Linked DNA regions of Mus musculus: region 1 is linked to region 2. A link is a contact called in public Hi-C data. All regions are on one chromosome and are shown on one strand. Each heading gives the region's core, a stretch centred on a gene start, on an enhancer-like site or on the middle of the called end of the contact. The rest is flanking DNA. Distances are from core to core; before and after follow the strand shown. Region 1 overlaps Cacna1c (calcium channel, voltage-dependent, L type, alpha 1C subunit). Region 2 holds the start of 1700080F18Rik (a long non-coding RNA gene).

The links. A called contact is a pair of places that touch in the nucleus more often than the background predicts.
Region 1: a Hi-C map of cerebellum shows a contact between it and region 2, with 1.9 times the contacts expected there. The contact joins the enhancer-like site here to the promoter of 1700080F18Rik in region 2. A contact is called at or near these places in 4 of 39 promoter capture datasets (the 3T3-L1 cell line, 3T3-L1-derived adipocytes, embryonic stem cells and 1 more) and 9 of 484 Hi-C or Micro-C datasets (the HL-1 cell line, the N1E-115 cell line, brain and 6 more).

Annotation. Positions count from the first base shown.
Region 1 is chr6:118,923,239-118,925,938 of GRCm38.p6, reverse strand. All of the region lies in intron 3 of Cacna1c (calcium channel, voltage-dependent, L type, alpha 1C subunit), which reads left to right. Among named protein-coding and RNA genes, the nearest start is that of 4931430N09Rik, 44 kb to the right of the region's middle. Within about 2 kb of position 1,293, at least 13 of the 459 cell types and tissues checked have an H3K27ac peak or open chromatin away from gene starts, as enhancers often do. A contact at or near this core is called in cerebellum and cerebral cortex, where this site is marked.
Region 2 is chr6:118,839,321-118,842,020 of GRCm38.p6, reverse strand. 1700080F18Rik (a long non-coding RNA gene) reads right to left here and starts at 1,433. Exons shown (of 2, transcript XR_003956354.1): 1 at 1-1,433. All of the region lies in intron 3 of Cacna1c (calcium channel, voltage-dependent, L type, alpha 1C subunit), which reads left to right.

The sequences.
Region 1 (2,700 bases), core at 44-2,543, 84 kb before region 2:
TCTAGGGTGGGGAGAATCTGAGAATGGATCCCCTTCTCGCTTGGCTTCTTCAGGGGAGAGAAAGAGCCAAGAACCGAGTCAACCTCTTACATTAGGACTGCGATCCAAACATCTGTGCTTTCACGGTTGTCTCTGAGGTAGTTCTGTGCAGAATACACTTCCACAGAAACTTTGCACTAGAAATGAATGTGACTTGTTTGTCCCTGGGATTTAGGAAGATTGAGTCCACAGAGCCAGCACCCTGAGTGGTTGCTTTGTCCCCTATGGTCCCCCTTTGGTCTTACCATGAAAAGCTTGGTAATTCAATGGCCAGGTGCTATTGACAGCGACCCTGTGGGATTTTTTTTTTACATTAATATTTCTGATCTGTGGTCAGGCCCTATAACCATCCAGGCTCTTTAAACAAGAATTACCAGACCCTCTGTCTGATTTGGACCATCTGGCTTCGGGTCACCTGTAGCGTTCATTGGCCACAGGTTCTTGGTGGCTCTGGGCATAGCTGGATAGTCCGCGTTTCTAACCAGCTTGTGATCAGGCCGAGCGGCTGGACTCAGATCACACTGCTTGACTAAGTTGGACTCTCCACAGACATGACCTGGGCATCAAGAATCTCTTTAAATTCCCCTGTGACTCCAGTGACCACCTGTTGCTAAAAAACCATTTCAAATCACCAACTGATCACCTCGTCTGGTATGCATTCTGTGGTCTTGTTGTTCAGGGTCTGTGTTGTGAGTGACAGGACCTCTAGAAGTTCCATTGCTCATGAGAGACCAATGGGAAGAATTAGGATGTCTATGAATTGAGTTTCTTTGATTAAGTATGCACCCAATGTGTCCCCTATGGGAAGAGAAGTCCTGGATAGTGGGCAGAGTGATCATGAGCCAAAACAAGAACTAGCTTGCTCTCTTGTTGTGCTTGGTGGCAGACAGACTAGAGGAAGGTTATGTGCATCTGAAATAAGAGCTCTCAGCGGTCAGCAAGTGGTACCTCTCCAGGAGAATGTGTCAGGCCATTGTACCTAGTGGTCATCCTGAGTTTTCTTGACTGCCTAGCGATGGCGTAGCTGGAGGCAGGAAGCCAGCTACCTCCAGAAGCAACATTAGAGTTATCAGAAACTCAGTTTTTAAATGAAAAGCTACAGGTCAGGCATAGAGAAGAACTAAAATATCTAATAAGTGTGTGCTCGCCTCAACCGTGTTTCTCCGAGTGTATTTAGACCTATACTGAGTATGTGCAATGTGCCTGCAGTGCTGGGCAGTGAGTCCCTGTCATTAGGGAGACATCTGTGCTCACAGAGGCTGCTGACCTGGCCATGTGGGTGATGCTCCAAGGCACCGGAGTCCGTGAGATAACGTCTTTAGGATCCTGAGTGGTTAGCCGAGATACTGTTTACAAAGGAGCAGCTCTTCTCTTTTGATACTCTGTGCTCATACCGAGCCCAAGCGACTCTTGACCGGTAAGAGGACATTTGTGTCGAGGCATATAGAATCACTAAACGCTTGCCTTTAGAGGTCACCCAATCCAGGCCATTTGCTCTGAGCAAGAAGATACCAAATCTACACAGGGTAAGCTATAGATGTGTGGCTATATGTGTGTGGCCCTCTGGCAGTGAAGCTGGATGCCAAGCAGCTTCCCTGAGGACCCACCCAGTCCTTCACCTTCCTTGCCACCTTCAGAGAAATGAAGCCAGCTCAGGAAACGTATCTGGGTCCTTAGGACCAGGGGCCCTCCCTCTGAAGAGTTAATGTTTTAATTGGCCCAGCAGAGCTGAAGTCTGCATGTGGGTAAGCGAGCACAGGTGGAGAAGCAGCAGCAGAAGAGAACCTTCTGGCCAGCACCTGCTACCTCAGCAGATGCCACAGCAAATGGGGACTGGGGACTGACTGTGACCAAGGGGAAGGGAGGGATTCAGTGGCATTGTCCTCTGGGTCCTCTATGGGCAGCAGGGCAGATGTATACTTTTAGAGAGGGATGGGCTGACTTTTTCTGCAAACCCCATGATGGGGCATTCCCTGGGGAAGCCATGGGTCAAATACCCTAAGAGAAAAGGCTGGTGGGGGATAGAGAAATGGCTTTGCAACAAAGAAATGAGCTGGGCTGAGAAGTTTCCCCACCTAACTACCCAGACCTGGGAAGGTGACCGCAAGGCAGGGTGAGATGCCATGGAAGCTCTGGTGGGAGTTTGGTCAGTTGGGCTGTCCGTGGGGAGTGGCCAGAGGAGCTTGTGTGCCTGACTTTATTAAGGAGACCGGCTCAGGGCTGTGCTCCCAGGGCCCCTCCTGCATAACTCGGGGTTCCTCTGCCTAGTGTCACGAGGAATGAGAAAAGCCGAGAACTTGAAGCAGTGTGTAGTTTTGGCCTTTTCTGGAGCAGCTGCCCCTGCTACAGGGGTCTGAGGAGAACTCCAGGACCTGGATTACAGTATGAACTGTGTGTGGCAGTTTTCTATGGGGTGCAGGCCTGCCTTGCCGACTCCTGTGAGAGAGCCTTCTCTGGCCTGCGTGAGTCAGGAGATTCATGAAATAAAGGGGTCTATAGACTGGATTTAAGGCCCCTTGGTTTGACCAGTTGCCAACCATGCGCACGAGACTTTTAAGCAAGGGAATCCCACCTCCTCTGCGTTATGAGGTAGTACTGAGTGTTATCACAGAGTGGGTTCACAGACTGTGCAGTAGCTGAAGCACCTAGGAATGTGTCTTG
Region 2 (2,700 bases), core at 184-2,683:
GGAGCCCCACTTGGGGTGAGGACTGTCCTCATTACAGCAAGTGAGATGGATGGTGTTCTCAGACCAGGGCACATCATGGGAAAGCCTGCAGCAGGTGTAGCCTCCTTCTTAGCCAGCCCTGAGGCTTTCCACTGGCACCGTGTGGGGCAGGGATGGGGAGAAGAGAATCAATTTCTAGTGGTCTGGCCTCTCCTAAGGTTCACGTCCTCAGCATGTGCCTTCCTAGGCTACAGTGAGCCCCTGTTACTGGTGCTCAGCTTGGCTGCCTGTGATCCGAAGGCTCCCTACTTCTCAGTCCCTGCCTTATCATTTATGAATGAAGAACAGTGAGGAGGGAATGACATCAAATGTCTTTGACCTGGACGTGCTTCAAAAGGTTCCTGAAGCTCCTGGAATCGTATACATATGGAATGTGCTTCTGGCCACTCTCTCGGGGGCTAGCCATCCATGGCTAACTGCTGCTTTCAAAGGGTCTTTGAACTCAGGGTTAAGGTCATGAATGAGTTGGTCCCTGAGGGCCCCTCCACTTCTGCCCATTGATGACTTTAGAGCACTCATTCTCAGCACTTGGGTCGTGACCCCTTTGGCAAGCCCCCATCTCCAAAAATACTTACATTATGATTCCTAACAGTAGCAAGAAGTACAGTTAAGAAGCAGCAACAAAGATAATTTTATGGTTGGGGATCGCCACACCATGAGGAACTGTGTTAAAGGGTCACAGTGTTAGGAAGGCTGAGACTCACTAACTTAGAGCCATCGAAGCTGATGCATTTTGTCACACCCAGCAATGGGTTTGTGGAGACATGTGGTAGAGCCTTGGATTGGAAACACCCTATAAATTAGCTACTTTAAAGTAACTGACCTACTGGGCTTCATCACATGGGTTTGCTGTAGCGTTCCTACCTCTCAGCACCAGCTCTGAGAGCATCCCCAGGTTGTCCTCTATGTAACTTCTATCAATTTGGGGAGCACTTCTGCTGTTGGGCAGCCTGCTTTGTGGTCGTGAGCTAAGATGGTCTCCCTGAGCTTGCTGCCTGGGGGGGGGCATCCACGCTACCACTAAGATGGACATGCGACCTCTTACCTCTTGCACTCACAGAGCGGTAGAGAGCATTTCTTATTGGCAGTTTAATAATAAATGGATTGACTGTTAGAAACGCTTGGGAAGCTCACTCTGGGCTGTTGGACGGATGCTGTGAGAAAATCCAAACAATCACCTTTGAGGAATTCCAGGAGAATCTGGAGACTAACTGGAGATTAATTTCCAGGGACTTCGCAGTGCTTCTAAGTTGATACTGCTGCCACCCAGCTACAGAAAGGATATACATCTCTCTCTGTTCTGAACACCCTTGCTCTGACCACCAGTTCTTAACCATGGTCCAGGAGGTCGCTAGGTAGAATTCCAATGTGTCTCTGAAATAGGATGAAAATGGTTAGATCTTTGCTTTCAGACTTCTAGCGTGTATTCATCATGACTTTTCTTTATGATTGGAGGCAACATTAGTACTTCTATGACTTTTTCCACTGCTAGAAATCACTTTAAATCGAATTAAGGTAGGTGCAGGTACTCAAAAGTTTATGATAGGTAGCCACTTAACTCCAGACCACCAGTAGGTGAGAGGCGGTTTATCTTAGGGTTGGGATCATACACTCTAAAATCAGCAACCCTGCATTTGACCAAGCGTAACATCATATGTACTGTTCAGTTATCTTTCTCTTCATTAAATGCTGTGCTCTGCCTTTTAGGCATGCCTGGGCAACCCTAAGTACCAAATATGGAACTATTGCTGTTGCCCCATGCAGATAGCCTGTGTGGTAGTTGGAAAACTCAGGAAGAAAGGGGTGATGGGATAAGATGTATCAATCAGCTTGCTGTAGACCGAATAATTACTGGAGACAATCAGCTAAGAAGTCTGTTTCTACTGGCTACAGAGTGTGAGCACTTGGCTCTCTCTGTTGCTTCTGCTGGTGAGAGCTTGCAGCAGAGAAGGCTTGTTCATCTCATTGTGGCCAGGAGACAAAGAGACAGGAAAGGAACGGAGTCCCAGGATTTCTACTGCCAGCAACCTAATCCAAGTTTTCACTGCTTCTCAGTAGCCCCAAAACTGGGGACCCAGTGTGCAGCGCACATGGACCTCTGGAGAACACTGAAGATGCAGACTGCAGCAGATAGTAAGAGGAGAAATGGGACCAAAGCGTGGGGTGGTGGAACAATGGTGAGTCAGAAGCCTGGAGTTTCCCTTCTGATGCTGCCTTCATCAGGTCCTGGCTCACAAGAACAGTAATGTGGAACAGCCATGTGAGGGGGTGGGAGGACCGTGCCCTTCCTCCTTAGGTTCTAAGTCATAATGTCTTGATGGCTGGTGGAGTGAGGGGTCAGCTGTGACTCTGGAGTAAACCATGCCTGTTATAAATAGAAGGGTCAAGTTCCAAACTGGGAGGAGGGGTGGAGCCAAGGAGGCAGCCTAGCAAGCTGGGGGTTTTCAGCACCCCTTTGGCAGCAGAGATAAAGTTAATAAACAGAACCATCCCAAGAAACGGTTCCACGTCAGAGTCAGTCGAGGTGAGGAGCCTCTTCCCACAACTTCTTGGAAAAATAGAGACCCAGAGTTTGGAGACAAAAGGAAATAAAGCCAGTCAAAGTGCCCGTATTTACACAGTGGCCTTCACAGAGCAACCATCCAGGATAGCGCACTGGAG